Linked DNA regions of Mus musculus: region 2 is linked to region 1. The links are chromatin contacts, called in public Hi-C maps. All regions are on one chromosome and are shown on one strand. The core of a region is the stretch at or near the end of the contact, and the rest is flanking DNA. Distances in the headings are between cores, read along the strand shown.

Region 1 (7,185 bases), core at 1,069-3,568:
GCTAACATGGTATAATACTGGAAAATTATCAGGATTATGATAATAATAATAAGCATTTCGGGGAATGAAACAGGCAATTAGATGCTCTGGGAAGAGCAAAAGCTGTGTGGAAAGAAATATAATCAGTGTGGGAATTTGTCTTCGCTGTGAACAATATTTACATAGTCATAATGATTTAACTAAATGTAAAATGTCAGTTTGGAAGTAAAAGATTACCTATTACCTAATGGGAGAGTCCAGGAAAGTCAGTAGAGGGGTAAAAATGCATAAAATACATTTTTTAAAACTGCACACAGGTGCTGTGATACATGCCTGTAGTCCCAGCACTGGGCAGGCAGAGGCAGGGAAGATGGTACTCAGGTCTAATCTGCACAGCAATTAGTGAGAGCCTATCTCAAAAACAAACTAAACAACAAAAGTTGGGACAATAGCAAGTTATTTAAGGGAACTGAGCTAGGTACCAGGAGAAACCATGAGAAATGATTCTCTCCAAAAAACCCAAAAACCCAACTGAGTTGGGGGGTCAGGGGCAGTAAGGAAGATGGGAGGTGGGGGTGGGTGAACCAGGGGGTGGGGAGTAATAAACTGTTGCTTTTCATTCATTGCTTCTGCTGGTTTAATGCCACTTTGTTGCCAGACCCTATCCCCAGCACCGGAAACTCAGAAGTAAATGTAACAGTCCCAACAAACAACACCAAAATCCACACAATGTTGTAGAGTGGTAAATAATATGTAAAAAGCATATGAGCCGGCCAGCATGGAGACTGAGATCTGCTCAGAGGTTAAAGGTGCTTGCCACTAAACCCAATAATCTAAGTTCAGCCTCTGACCCATGTGATGGAAGGAGAGAGTCAATGCCTGTAAGTTGTCCCCTGTTCTACACACGTGCCATGGTACACGCACACAAACATATTCATACATAAAGAAATGTAAGATTTGACTTCTGGGTCAAAGCCATGGCAGTGGCAAATTCAAGTCCAGTTAATCCAGTGGTCTTCTTTGATGTTAGCATTGGCGGCCAGGAAGTTGGTCGAATGATGATCAAGCTCTTTGCAGACGTGGTGCCTAAGACGGCAGAGAACTTTAGGCAATTCTGCACCCGAGATCAGAAAAGATGGTGTTCCGATAGGATACAAAAGAAGCACCTTCCACAGGGTCATAAAGGATTTCATGATTCAGGGTGGAGATTTTGTTAATGGCGATGGCACTGGAGTCGCCAGTATTTACCAGGGTCCATTTGTGGATGAAAAATTTAAACTTAGACACTCTGCTCCAGGCCTGCTTTCCATGGCAAACAGTGGTTCCAGTACAAATGGCTGCCAGTTCTTTATCACATGTTCTAAGTGTGATTGGCTGGATGGAAAGCATGTAGTGTTTGGAAAAATCATTGACGGACTTGTAGTGATGAGGAAGATCGAGAATGTTCCCACAGGCCCCAACAATAAGCCCAAACTGCCAGTGGTGATCTCACAGTGTGGGAAATGTAATCTAGACAAGACGGAACCAGGTCCTCTGCTGTGTTGATGTGACATTCTCCCTTGAGTCTGACAAGCTGGACTGGCCTCTGTGTTTGCTTCCCTGTCTCCACAGTATGCGATCCAGGACCCGGAAGTATCACAAATGAGAACCAATCATCCTGTTTACATTTTGGACTGTAAATAAAGGAATTTTTAAAAAAGAAAAAAGAAATGTAAGATTTTGAAGAGAGGATGAAAACGAATTTTTGGTTTTTATTCATTTGTTTGTTTTGTTTTTAAGATTTATTCAGTGTGTCTGGATGTTTTGCCTGCTTGAACGTCTGAGTACCACACTGGTGCCCTCAAAAGGTCAGAGGAGGATGTTGGGTCCCCTAGAACTGGAGTCACAGAGAGTTGTGAGCTACCATGTGGGTCCTGGGGACTGAGCCTGTCCTCTCTCCGTGACAGCAGCAAATGTTTAACCCCCGTGTCACCGCGTCACCCGGTCACCGTGTCTGCTCAGCCCTCCATCTTTTTTTGAGACAGATTCTCATTCAGTTCAGGCTGACCTTGAACTCCTTAAGGAACCAAAGTTAGCCTTGAAGCTGCGACCCTCCTGTCTTCATCTCCCAAATGCTAGGATTGCATGCCTGTCCCACCATGACTGTTTACACTGTACTGGATATGAACCCAGGGTTTGGCGCACGCTCGGCACGCACCCTACCAATGGAGCTACACCCCCACCCACCCCATTCTTTTTTGTATCTGAATAAAACTTCACTGCATGGCCTATCTTATTCATGTATCTGAGCTGTTCCTCACTTAGCTGTCATGAGCAGTACTGCTCTGAGCATTAGTGCTGAGTTTCCTGTGTGAATGTTAATTGCTTCTCTTGGGTTTAAGCCCAGCACTGACGCAGCTCACATGCCAACGCCAGGCCCGGCACTGACGCAGCTCACGTGCCAACGCCAGGTCCCGCACTGACGCAGCTCACGTGCCAACGCCAGGTCCCGCACTGACGCAGCTCACGTGCCAACGCCAGGTCCCGCACTGACGCAGCTCACGTGCCAACGCCAGGTCCCGCACTGACGCAGCTCACGTGCCAACGCCAGGTCCCGCACTGACGCAGCTCACGTGCCAACGCCAGGTCCCGCACTGACGCAGCTCACGTGCCAACGCCAGGTCCCGCACTGACGCAGCTCACGTGCCAACGCCAGGCCGGGCACTGACGCAGCTCACGTGCCAACGCCAGGCCGGGCACTGACGCAGCTCACGTGCCAACGCCGGGCTTTACTTTTCCCTCTGAAGAGTTTTAAACATTTTAAAATTTACTCTTAATTATGTGTGCCAGACAGAATGTGCCTGAGAGTCATTGCCCTCAGAGACCAGAAGTCACATGTCCAGGAGCAGGAATTGTAGGCAGTTGAGAGCCACCTGATCTGGAGCTGAGAACTGAACTCAGGTCCTCTGCACCCACAATGCTCACTCCTAACTGCTGAGCCCTCTCATCAGCTCCCTTATCTCCTTCTCCTCTTTTGTGGAGACACCATCTTACTATGTAGCCCTGGCTAACCTAAAAGTTACTATGTAAACTAGGCTGGCCTCAAAAATCACAGAAATCCATCCCGCCCCTGCCCCTGCCCCTGCCCCTGCCCCTGCCCCTGCCCCTGCCCCTGCCCCTGCCCCTGCCCCTGCCTTCTAAAAGTTAGGGCTAAAGATGTGTGCAGCCATCACCACACTAGATGCTGTTCTTGTTGTCCTTGCTCCTCTTCCTCCTCTTCCTCTTCCTCTTCTTCAAGATTTTTCTATAGGTAGCCAGGCAATGGTGGCTCACACCTTCAATTCCAGCACTCAGGAAGCAAGGGCAAGCACATCTCTGAGTTTGGGGCCAGCCTGGTTTACAGAGCAAGTTCCAGGACAGCCAGGACTACATGGCCAGAGAAACCCTATATAGAAAAATAGATTTCCTTAAAACATATTGCTTAGTGTTAGAGAGATGACTCAGTGGTTAAGGCACAGGACCTGGGTTCAGTTCCCAGCACCCATGTCAGGTGGCTAAAAACCATCTGTAACTCCAGTTCCAGGTCCAACAGCCTCTGGGCCCCTCGGGTGGCCCACGCCTGCCCGTGGTGTATATAAACTCCTTCAGGCACACACATAAATAAGCCTACTGTTCTGCATTGTGATCCCTGCATATGAATCTGCAGGAATCATGCACTGCTGTAGGCTGCATCCTACAACGGGAAGCACTGAGCCACAGGACATGGACACTTAGGATATCAACAGGCACCACATGCAAGCACCAGCACTCAGCCAGCACGGACTTCTGATCTGAGTGGTGAGTGAAAGGACCAAGGCGCCTGCCAAGTACCGAGAAACCAGAGCTGCCTCAGAGGCTCAGGGAAGCAAGGTAGGGTCTGGGGTTGAGTATGTGGCAGAGCTGGACTGCTGACTGGCATAGCACTAGCAGACCTCTGCTGCCACCCAGGGGATGCCACCACTGGCACAATTGAAATAGAGTTGGTGTAAGAGGCTGGAGAAGCACAACAGCCACAGTTGTGTGCATCAGTAGAGCAAGCCTTCATTTTAGAATCCATGGAGTTGCTGCCAAGTGACCTCAGATGAGTGGCATCACTGCTGATCTGGAATTCATCATCCTGTGGGCATTTCTGGCTTTGAACTCCATGGTTCCTGACAAACAACAGAACTCTCTGTGAATTCAGATGGCTTTTCCTGTTCAAGTTTTTGCTTCTAGTGGAGGGTTCTCCCTCATGCCCTAGAAGCGGCTAGGAGGTTCTGATTTCTACTGGTTTGAACCAAACAGCTCAGTCCAATCCAGCAAGCACTTCCTAAGATTCCTGGGTCAAAGCCTTTTTCACGTGAATAGTTACAGCAGCTTCCTGATCAGGCTCCCGACCTTTGTGATCCATACAGTAACTCACGGAGCAAAAGAACCAAGAGGCAAAGAGACTGCTGGAGTCCTGTAGCCCTGCAGGTTCTTTATTGCCAGCCCCACAGATACATAGCTCATGTGTGTGCTCTGCCACCACAGGCCTTCGCAGGCCTAGCTTCCCCCCCAAGCAGTGTCACTGTTGTTTGTTGTAAGGAGCTTTGAATTTCCTTAGGGTTCTGGGAATCTAGCCCAGGCTCTAGGTACATGTTAGCCAAGCACTTTATTGTTGTGGCCAGGACTCCAGCCTTCGCTTTAGTCTTGTCTGGTTAATTTCCTGGAGGTGTCTAGTCAGAGTTAATCTTACCAGATTTCCCTGACTTTTGTATAAAATAGCACTTGCAGGGGCTGGAGACATCTTCAGAGACATGCTTGTAACCATACTTTTTGGCTACTTTATTGGGTTCTTGTTTTGTTTTGTTTTGTTTTGGAGACAGGGTTTCTCTGTGTAGCCCTGGCTGTCCTGGAACTTACTCTGTAGACCAGGCTGGCCTCAAACTCAGAAATCTTCCTGTCTCTGCCTCCCAAGTGCTGGGATTAAAGGCGTGCACCACTTCACCAATCCCTTCTAGCCCACCAACATTAGGTAGGCAAAAAAGGTTAGAAGGGGAAGGAGGCATAGACCTCTTTATACTACTTCCTGCTGGTTAGGGGCATTGAGTTTCTAGAGGCAAATCCAACTGGTGTCATCAGGATAACTCCAACCAGCAATACAGCCGAGAGCTAAAGCAGCAAACACAACAGGAAGAAGCAGCGAAGGGAGGGACAGCTGCCATCACGTCCAGAGCTCTGGCATCTTTATACCTTCTCAAGAGTGCCCAGAATAAGCCAGGCATGGTGTCGCACGCCTTTAATCTCAGCACTCGGGGGGGGTGGGGGTGGGGGTGGGGGGCAGAGGCAGGCAGATTTCTGAGTTCGAGGCCAGCCTGGTCTACAAAGTGAGTTCCAGGACAGCCAGGGCTATACAGAGAAACCCTGTCTCGGAAAAAAAAAAAAAAAAAAAAGAGTGCCCAGAATTTCAAAAGCAAACTATCTTCAGCTGGCAGAATCATGCACCTGCCAGAGCATGAGACAAATCATAGTCAGCTGCTGCGGAGGATCTGAAGCAGCCCCATATCCCACACCTGGGATTAAAACAGAAACATATTCACATAACATAACTTTTTAAAATATTTATTTATTTTATGCATATGAGTATTTATTTTATGCATATGAGTACACCACCGTTGCTTTCTTCAGACACACCAGAAGAGGGCATCAGAACCATTACAGATGGTTGTGAGCCACCATGTGGTTGCTGGGAATTGAACTCAGGACCTCTGGAAGAGCAGCTGGTGCTCTTAACTGCTGAGCCATCTCTCTATCCCCATAACTGGGTTTTTAAGAAAGCCAAATTCTCACTACAAGTGCTTGCAAGTGTGCATTTAGACCCCCAGCACCCATGGAAAAGCTGTATGTGGCAGATAGAAGGTGCCCATATTCCCTCGCTCTGGTGAGACAGAGACAAGCTGATTCCTGGAGATCACTGGTCAGTCTAGCCAAATGGGTAGATTCCAGTTTCAATCAATCCCAGCCCTTCCCTCTCACTCCCCTTGCCTCCTCTATTGTCTTCATAGTATTTATCACAGCTCTCCCGAGATCTGTTTATCCTTCATCCATCCATGGACAACACACACACACAGCACCATGAGCTTCAGGGCAGGAAGGACTGTTGCTCAAGGTTGGTTCAGATTGGGCCTTTGAGGCCTCCTGGGGAGATGATGAACTTGTCTGCAGACAGAGTCTAGAGGCTCTCAAGCCTTGAGTTTGTTAAGAAGAGGCAGGGCAGCCGGGCAGTGGTGGCACATGCCTTTAATCCCAACACTTGGGAGGCAGAGGCAGGTGGATTTTTGAGTTCGAGTCCAGCCTGGTCTACAAAGTGAGTTCCAGGACAGCCAGGGCTACACAGAGAAACCCTGTCCCCCCCCCCCCCCCAAAAAAAAAAAAAAAGAAGAAGAAGAGGCAGGGCTTTCCCACTCAAGGTCTCCTGTAAAGCCTTAAACAGGGCTTTCAGAGATTGGTGAGTTCAGAGAAGGTGTGTGATGGGCTGTGCTCATCACACAAGAAGCAGAAAGACAGCTTGGGACTTGGGACCTCAATCTGGGAGTTGTGATTGAGTGAGGGGAAACAGGCCCACTCCATGAAGATCTCCATGCAGGTGGTTCCTCAGAACTTCAAAGCTCTGTTTGGAACTTGGTCAGGTGGGTTACAATATCCCCACAATAGAACAACTCTGCCCTCTGGTGGCCACCTTAGGGGCCGAGCCACCTCAGGACTATTTAGCCAAAAAGGAGAAAACTCTCTACTTGACCTAGCTTCCATATAGACATTTTAGAAGGTATAACATATGGGACTTTGAAAAAAAAAGTCAACTAGATGTCTGAATGCACAACTTTAATCCCAACACTAGTGAAGCTGGGGCAGGACAACCAGGAGTTCAAGATAGCTTGCCTAGGATACATAGTGAGTTCAAGGACAGCCTGGGCTACATGAGATCCTGTCCCTAAAGAAATAAGGGGAAGGGAATAATAATTACAGAAATCACATTATCTGAGCATGATGTGCACAATCCTCGGAACTCGGGAGGTAGAGGCAGGTCTGCAGCAGGCTAGATGCCAGCCTAATCTATACATGAGCTCCAGGTCATACAAGGCTACATAGCAAGACCCTGTCTCCAAACAAGAGCAGGACATTGTACAGCATGCCTTGAATCCCAGAACCTGGGAGGAAGAAGTAGGT
Region 2 (7,168 bases), core at 1,566-4,065, 140 kb before region 1:
GGTTGCTGGGAATTGAACTCAGAACCTCTGGAAGAGCAGCCATTGCTCTTAACTGCTGAGCCATCTCTCCAGCCCCCAGGATTTCATATTTTAAAAATACTTGTTGAATGAATAAATCACAAGTGAAATATTACTGAGAACCAAGTGGGGGGGGGGAGGAAAACATACGAGAAACAGGCAGCGAGTGTATTGAAAGAGTAACTATGGTTTTATAGCAGTATAGTGCTGAGTGGGCAACTGAAGTCACCTGGGAAGAGGAGAGATTGGAAAAGGACTGAGATCAACAAGAAGAGCTGTTGAAAAGTAAGAAGCAACTTTATGCACAGGCCAGCAAGCATTTTAGTGGGCTACTCTCTGAAGGTTTAACTCCATGTGGATCAAACAGAGTCTTCCCTTTTCACTCAGCAAATATGTAAGTCAATACTTGGGAGGAACTATATTGGGTGCAGAAATTAATTGTAAATAAGGTACATTCTATGATGATATGAATGCTAAGGCACAACAAAATATGATTTGCTGGCCAGATCTACTGTTTTTGCAAATAAAACTTTATTGAAGCACAAACATCCCATTCATGTATACAGTCTATGATTTTTACATTTTAATTGTCTGAGGTATAATTCACATGCCATGGATTCACTTGTTAAAAGCTTGCAATTCGGGGTTTTCAGTGTAGGCAGAGGTCTGTAGCCATCATTCACATCTAGCATTATAACATATTCTTTATTTCCCAAAGAAACGCTGTACCTATTTGTCAGAACATGGTCCAGGAATGGAGCTGGGTGAGGAGAATTCTGGGAGTTGTGAGGGGAAAAAACACCTCTAAGAAAACAAGAGTCTTAGGACCTCAGTTTCTCCAGAACATAGAATTGTTCTTGGATATGTTTTTGTGCTCCCTTCCCAGGCTTGGCAGATAGGGGTGAGTTTACTGCAGATTACTCATTACAACTGGCTGTTGTTTATTTATATGTCTCTAGGGAAAAACGTGTTTGCCATGTCCACTTTGCCCTTATGGTTCTATGCTTTACTCATGTGACCCTCTTAACCCTCAGAGTATAAATTGGCTGATGCTCAGAATAAAGTTGGCTATTGAATAAGACTTTAGTCTGCCTTATTCTCTACTCCATCGAGAGCGGTAAACACCCACTAACAGTCATTCGCATTTTCCTTCTACACTTTCCCAGCCCACGGGAAGCACCAATATGCCTCCTGTGTGTGCAGATTCACCTATTCTGGGTGTTTCATAGGAACAGAACCTAGGCTGTGTGCTTTTGATGTCAGCCCTTTTCACTTAGCCTATCGTTTTCTTTTTTGTTATTGTTTTTTCGAGACAGGTTTCTCTGTATAGCCCTGGCTGTCCTGGAACTCACTCTGCAGACCAGGCTGGCCTTGAACTCAGAAATCTGCCTGCCTCTGCCTCCCGAGTGCTTGGATTAAAGGCGTGCGCCACCACGCCCGGCTTAGCCTACGGTTTTCAAGATCTATATTTTCTGCAGCATACACCAGCTTCTTGTCGTGACTCTACATCTTCTTTTGTAGTACATTGCAAATGCATTGTTGCGATTACAATATATAGAGTGTTATTTTTAAATGTTTTGTGCTCCACAGTCTAAAGAGAAAATAAAGGACATTTTAGGGCCTTGAACTGGAGAAAAGCTTGTGGATCAGCAACTTCTCTACCTCCCTTAATCCTGGAATCAGCTCCTTAGCTTTTCTGCTGGAGTTTTTCCCCACTGAGAGAAGACCATCTAACCTCTCAGCAAACACTAAGAAAAGACACATTCCTGATACAGGGTAGGACTGGGGGTTTACTAGTCAGTCTTCTGTTGTCGTGATAAAGCCCTATGACCAAGGAAACTTATAGAAGGAAGAGTTTATTTGGGCTTACAGTTCCAAAGGGCTGAGAGTCCCTCATGACTGGGAGCATAGCAGCAAGTGGTGGGTGTAACAGTTCTCTCTCTCTCTCTCTCTCTCTCTCTCTCTCTCTCACACACACACATACATATATATCTTATATTTTTTTATGAGGAAGATATATGTGTATATAAATATGTACATATATACATATGTATATCATACACATATATTCATATGTGTATATATCATATACACATGTATGTATATAAGAGATGCATATATGTATATGAGATGTATACATATATGCATATACATATGTATATACAGGTATGTGTATACATATATGTATCTAACACATACACATATATATTTACACATAAGCATATATATATGTCTACATATACTGCATCCAGAGCAAAGCCACTTTTCTAACACAGCTACAATAAACAGTTATCAACTATAGCAGATGCCCAATGATAGCTTCTACAACATGATGCTGTTCTGTGCCAAGACAGAACTTAATTCTCAAAATAACCTTTCCAGACAAACTAGGATTCCTGACTGGAACTAAACCAGGACAGCTGGGACACACAATCACCTCTGTGGTAAAAGGATCCTTGCCTTTTTTCCCCAGGAGTTCCCATCTGACAGAAATCTGAATTTGGATGGATGGTATGCATGATACCATGTTACCAATTATAGGACCTGTATAATTACAACAACCTTTATAGTCATGGTGAACACTTCCTTTCAAAGGAATATCAAATGGACTGCTGGGCTGATGTAGAGCAGAGGCTTGGTAAAGACGGTCTGTAGAGAGGCAAAGCACGCACACTCTGGTTCCCTCACTCTCCTCATCTTCCTCACCAGGCTTCATTCTCCTCCTCTGCTCCTCTCCCTCCCTCCCACTCTTTCTTCCCTTTGCTGCCTGAGCCTCCACAGTTTGAGTCACAGGCTGCCTCCAGTCTTGAAGGCGTGATCATTAGTCAGGGATGTGGGCTCAGCCTTCCTCTGGCTGTCTGGAGACATCTGGGGAGCTCACAGGGAAAGAACTCAAGCAGCTGGCATAACCTGTGTGCTTCGGAGTTGCGGAGCCTGAGGGCGGTGACAGCAGCAGTGACCAAGCCAGAATCAGCACTGGTTGCTGATGCAGAGGCTGATGCAGAGGCTGATGTAGATGCTGCTGCTGCTGCTGCTGGCCATACAGGGAGGGAGGAGCAGCAGCCATCCAGAGACCCAGAATGTGCCTGTAGTAAGCAAGGGGTTGAGTGGAACAGCTGCTAGGCTAATGACATCCTCAGGGACCAGGGACAGGCAGGAGATAAAGGGCAAGTTCAGCGCCTGCAGCACCCATACCAGCCTTCATTCCCCTCCTCTCTGTCGTCTCAGTTCTCTGAGTCCCCGCCACCCCTGGTTAAGCTCTCTGGCTCTACTTAACACTGGAAGTGAGGTCCTGCCCTGGCATCCCCTTTGCTCACATTGTATCAAAGTGGGGCTCAGAGGAGGCGGTCAGGATTGCTCTGAATCCTGCCTTGTGGCACAAAGGCGATAAGGAGGCTCTCCTTTCTCCTGGGCTTCACATTCATCATTTGTCATTCCAGGTCGCCTTGGGGCAGGTTTTTGAAACTTAGGTCGGTCCCCTTCAGCATCTTCTTCAACTAACAGTCGACGCCGGAACTGGGAGTAAAGGGAACATAGGCCTGGGTTTGGGGCTTAGTTGATAAAGTGTTTATCTAGTACACAAGAAGCCCTGGGTTGGACCCTGCCTGAGCTGGGCGTGGTGCCTGCAGTTCCAGCACTGAGGAAGTAGAGGGTACAAAGCCATGCTTAGTTGTATGGCAGGTTTGAGGCTAGGCAGGGTTGAGGCTAGTCCGTGTGGGCTATGAGAATCCTTATCTTTTTGTTATTGTTGGTGGGTTTTGGTATTTGTTGTTGTTGTTGTTTGTTTGTTTGTTTTTTGTTTTCTTTTGTTTTCTTTGGTTTGGTTTCTTGAGACAGGGTTGTTCTATGTAGCCTTGGCTGCCCTAGAACTTGAGCTGTAGACCAGGCTCTCCTTGATCTCACAGAGACAGATCTGTCTGCCTCTGCCTTCAGAGTGCTGGGATTAAAGGTGTGAACCACTATCCCCAATGAGATACTATCTTTAAAAAAAAAAGTGTGGTGGTTGTTATGGTGATGGTTGTCATGGTCCTTGTGGTGGTGGTGTCTGCAAGACCTGGAAGGGTGTGGCTTCCTACTGTTGCAGGGTAGAGCTATGACTCCAGGCTACAGGGTGGACTCCAGAAAGAGTCTGAGGAAATAAATTCTCCTTATTTCCTTCCATATGTCTGCATCATTCGGAGGCAGAGTTTCGCCTCTTCCCTAGGGATGAAAACCTGTGGCAATTGTTTGAAAAATGGAGGTCCAAGCTTTGAGGACCTAGAGGAGGAAGGTGGGTGTGACCATCTCCTCACCCCAACACAGAGACCTAAAAGCTCTTACAACCTTCATCTTTGTATCTCTGAAGCAGACATTTGAGGAGACTAGCGGTTTGTCACGGTGTTCCTCACCTTTCTGTGCCTGGACGCCATCTTTTTGCACTGGTTTCCTTGTCAGGTTTACTTCTGCCCAGGGAATTCTGTGCTCCACACACTCCATTTGAGGCAACAACCACATCCCCAGACCTTGAGAGCATGTGCCTTCTTTGTCCTTCCATACTTCCCAACTTTGGTTCTCATGGGACGGTTTCTCTCAACGAATAGTTAGGAGAAAAGCATCTAATTAAACTAATTCAAATTACAGTCATGAAACCCACTCTCTTTAAAGAGCTTGGCTATTTCCCCTCCTAAAAAATTTCCCATGTAGGATGCTCAGCTGGGCTAGCAGGACAGAATCATGTTCTCCCCACTTTCCTCTCTGACAGGGTCTTCATTTAGTCAGATTTACTCTGAAATGTACTTGTAGCTCATAGTCCAGGCTTTTCCTTAACTATTAAAATATCTTCCTACCTCTGCCTCCAAAGTGCTGGGTGATGCTAAAGGCATGCATCATCACAGCCCACCAAAAATATTTAATGGACCGCTGGAACAGAAACAGGTGACAATCCTGGCTCTTCGCCATTCCCAGCATGCCGCCTAAGGCTGTTTTGCTCATCTGGAAGAGACACAGGAGTCATGAAGATGAGCATGGGGCCCCGAATATACTCTCTCCTCTGTCTGAGGCATGCAAGGGACAGCTCAGATAAATGTACTGTCTTCCTGGCTGGCACCAGAGTTCTCGGTAGAGGTGGGGCGTGCTGGAGATGAACTTGGGGTTCTAGAGATGATGTTGGTGCAAGCCTCTGCATGGTTCTCAAGGAGCAAGAAAGAAGCCAGGTAAAGATGTGACGATAGACATTCTTAGCCCTAGAACTAGGGAGGCTGGAGCAGGGAGATCTCTAGATGGAGACCAGCCTGAGATATAAGGCAAAACTATCTCAAAAGCTTAAAATTTTTTATTACATGTATGTATGTATGTATGTATGTATGTATGTATGTATGTACCTATGTATGTGGATACATGTGAGTGCACAAGCAGGCTATAGTGGGATGTAGACAACTTGGAAGAGCCAGTTCAGTTTTTTCCTTCCACAATGTGGGCCCCAGATATTGAACTCAAATTATCAGGCTTAGCAGCAAGTACCTCTAGATATTGAGCCGTTTTCCTGCACCACACCCCCCCCCACATACACACACTACACACACACACACACACACACACACACACACACACACACACACATATATATATACACATACACACACATACACATATATACATACATATATTGTATTAGTCTGGGTTCTCTAGAGTCACAGAACTTATGGAGAGTCTCTATATAGTAAAGGAATTTATTGATGACTTACAGTCTGCAACCCAATTCCCAACAATGGTTCAGTAGTAGCTGTGAATGGAAGTCCAAGGATCTAGCAGTTACTCAGTCTCACACGGCAAGCAGGCGAAGGAGCAAAAGCAAGACTCCCTTCTTCCAATGTCCTTATATTGTCTCCAGCAGAAGGTATAGCCCAGACTAAAGGTGTGTTCCACCACACCTTTAATCCCGAATGACCTTGAATTTGGAGATTTAATCTTCTGGAATCCATAGCCACTATGCCTCAAGATCTCCATACCAAGATCTAGATCAGAAACTTCTATCTCCAAGCCTCCAGATAAGGATGACTGGTGAGCCTTCCAATTCTGGATTGTAGTTCACTCCAAATATAGTCAAGTTGACAACCAGGAATAGCCACTACACACACACACACACACACACACACACACACACACACACACACATATATATGTATGTATATATATATTTTTTTTAAACAAAAGATCAAATGAAAATAAAAATTTTACCCAATTCTGTTTGCTTGCTTAACCAAGAACAGAATGTTCTAGAATGCTTATCTTTATTAAGATTCTGTCAGTTTTAAAGTTAAGAAGGTTGGCATTTGTTGACTTGAGATATTTCCCAAGTGTTTGGGTTTGGAGGTTTAAATAATGTCATTAATTCTGTGGGTTTCTCTGCCCTTAAGTGGGCTTCATTCTCAGACAGGTTCTCACTAGGCCTCAGAGAAGGTGATGTGTGAGCTGAAGCTCAAGGCCAGGAGATGGCAGATGAGGTTGGAAGGTGTGCATATGGGCGTTGGTGGTGTAGACTTTAAGGGGTGCACAGAGAGATAAGCCTGAACTGGCAGGAAGGAACCAGATTGCAGGGTCCAGGGACAGGCTTGTAGATCCCAGTGTGTCCCCGCAGGGTCTGAGCAGAGCGTGAACAAGATCTGTACTCACATAGTGTGTCCCCGCAGGGTTTGAGCAGAGCATGAACAAGTCCAGATCTGTACTCACACAGCTCAGTCTGCAGCAGGCTGAGTGTGGGGAACCCACTTGGAGGCAGGAAGAAGTCAGGAGTCGGCTTCGGGAGAGCACAGGGGGTGAGATGCGATTCCTCAGAGACAATGCTGCCTATGTCAATTAGAAAGAATCATTTGCAGCCTCAGTTCAAGCAAGGATGAAGATGACCACCAAAAGATACACTCCTCACACAGTCTCAGAACCGCTCTGTGGAGAAACACAAAGGGAGAAACTGCACTTCTACAAAGGAAAGATCCAGGGACTGCGCTAAGGAGGAAGCCAAACTCAGCAGTGTGTACAAGCTGATACTGGCTGCCTTCTGAGATGACTCAAAGAAAGATGCATGCATAGGCCTCTTTTCAGAGATCTCAGTCTAAGCATGAGGAAATAACCAGAAATATCCAGAATGCAAGAAGCTGGTTGAAATCCTTTAAAA

The links. Hi-C and Micro-C count contacts between places; a contact is called where the count stands out from the background.
Region 2: a contact with region 1 is called in a Hi-C map of cerebral cortex, with 3 times the contacts expected there. The contact joins two enhancer-like sites. A contact is called at or near these places in 5 of 15 datasets of contacts at CTCF or cohesin (the NIH/3T3 cell line, embryonic stem cells, hippocampal excitatory neurons and 1 more), 229 of 484 Hi-C or Micro-C datasets (the 3T3-L1 cell line, 3T3-L1-derived adipocytes, the 4T1 cell line and 121 more), 18 of 115 datasets of contacts at active chromatin or transcription factors (the HL-1 cell line, the NIH/3T3 cell line, T-cell acute lymphoblastic leukemia and 11 more) and 2 of 9 other capture datasets (embryonic stem cells and embryonic tail).

What each region holds. Positions count from the first base shown.
Region 1 is chr12:3,925,809-3,932,993 of GRCm38.p6, reverse strand. It overlaps the pseudogene Gm9088. Among named protein-coding and RNA genes, the nearest start is that of Pomc, 26 kb to the left of the region's middle. Within about 2 kb of position 2,318, at least 27 of the 459 cell types and tissues checked have an H3K27ac peak or open chromatin away from gene starts, as enhancers often do. A contact at or near this core is called in cerebral cortex, cortical neurons, germline stem cells and 1 more, where this site is marked.
Region 2 is chr12:4,062,563-4,069,730 of GRCm38.p6, reverse strand. No RefSeq gene overlaps it. Among named protein-coding and RNA genes, the nearest start is that of Dnajc27, 16 kb to the left of the region's middle. Within about 2 kb of position 2,815, at least 39 of the 459 cell types and tissues checked have an H3K27ac peak or open chromatin away from gene starts, as enhancers often do. A contact at or near this core is called in cerebral cortex, cortical neurons, germline stem cells and 1 more, where this site is marked.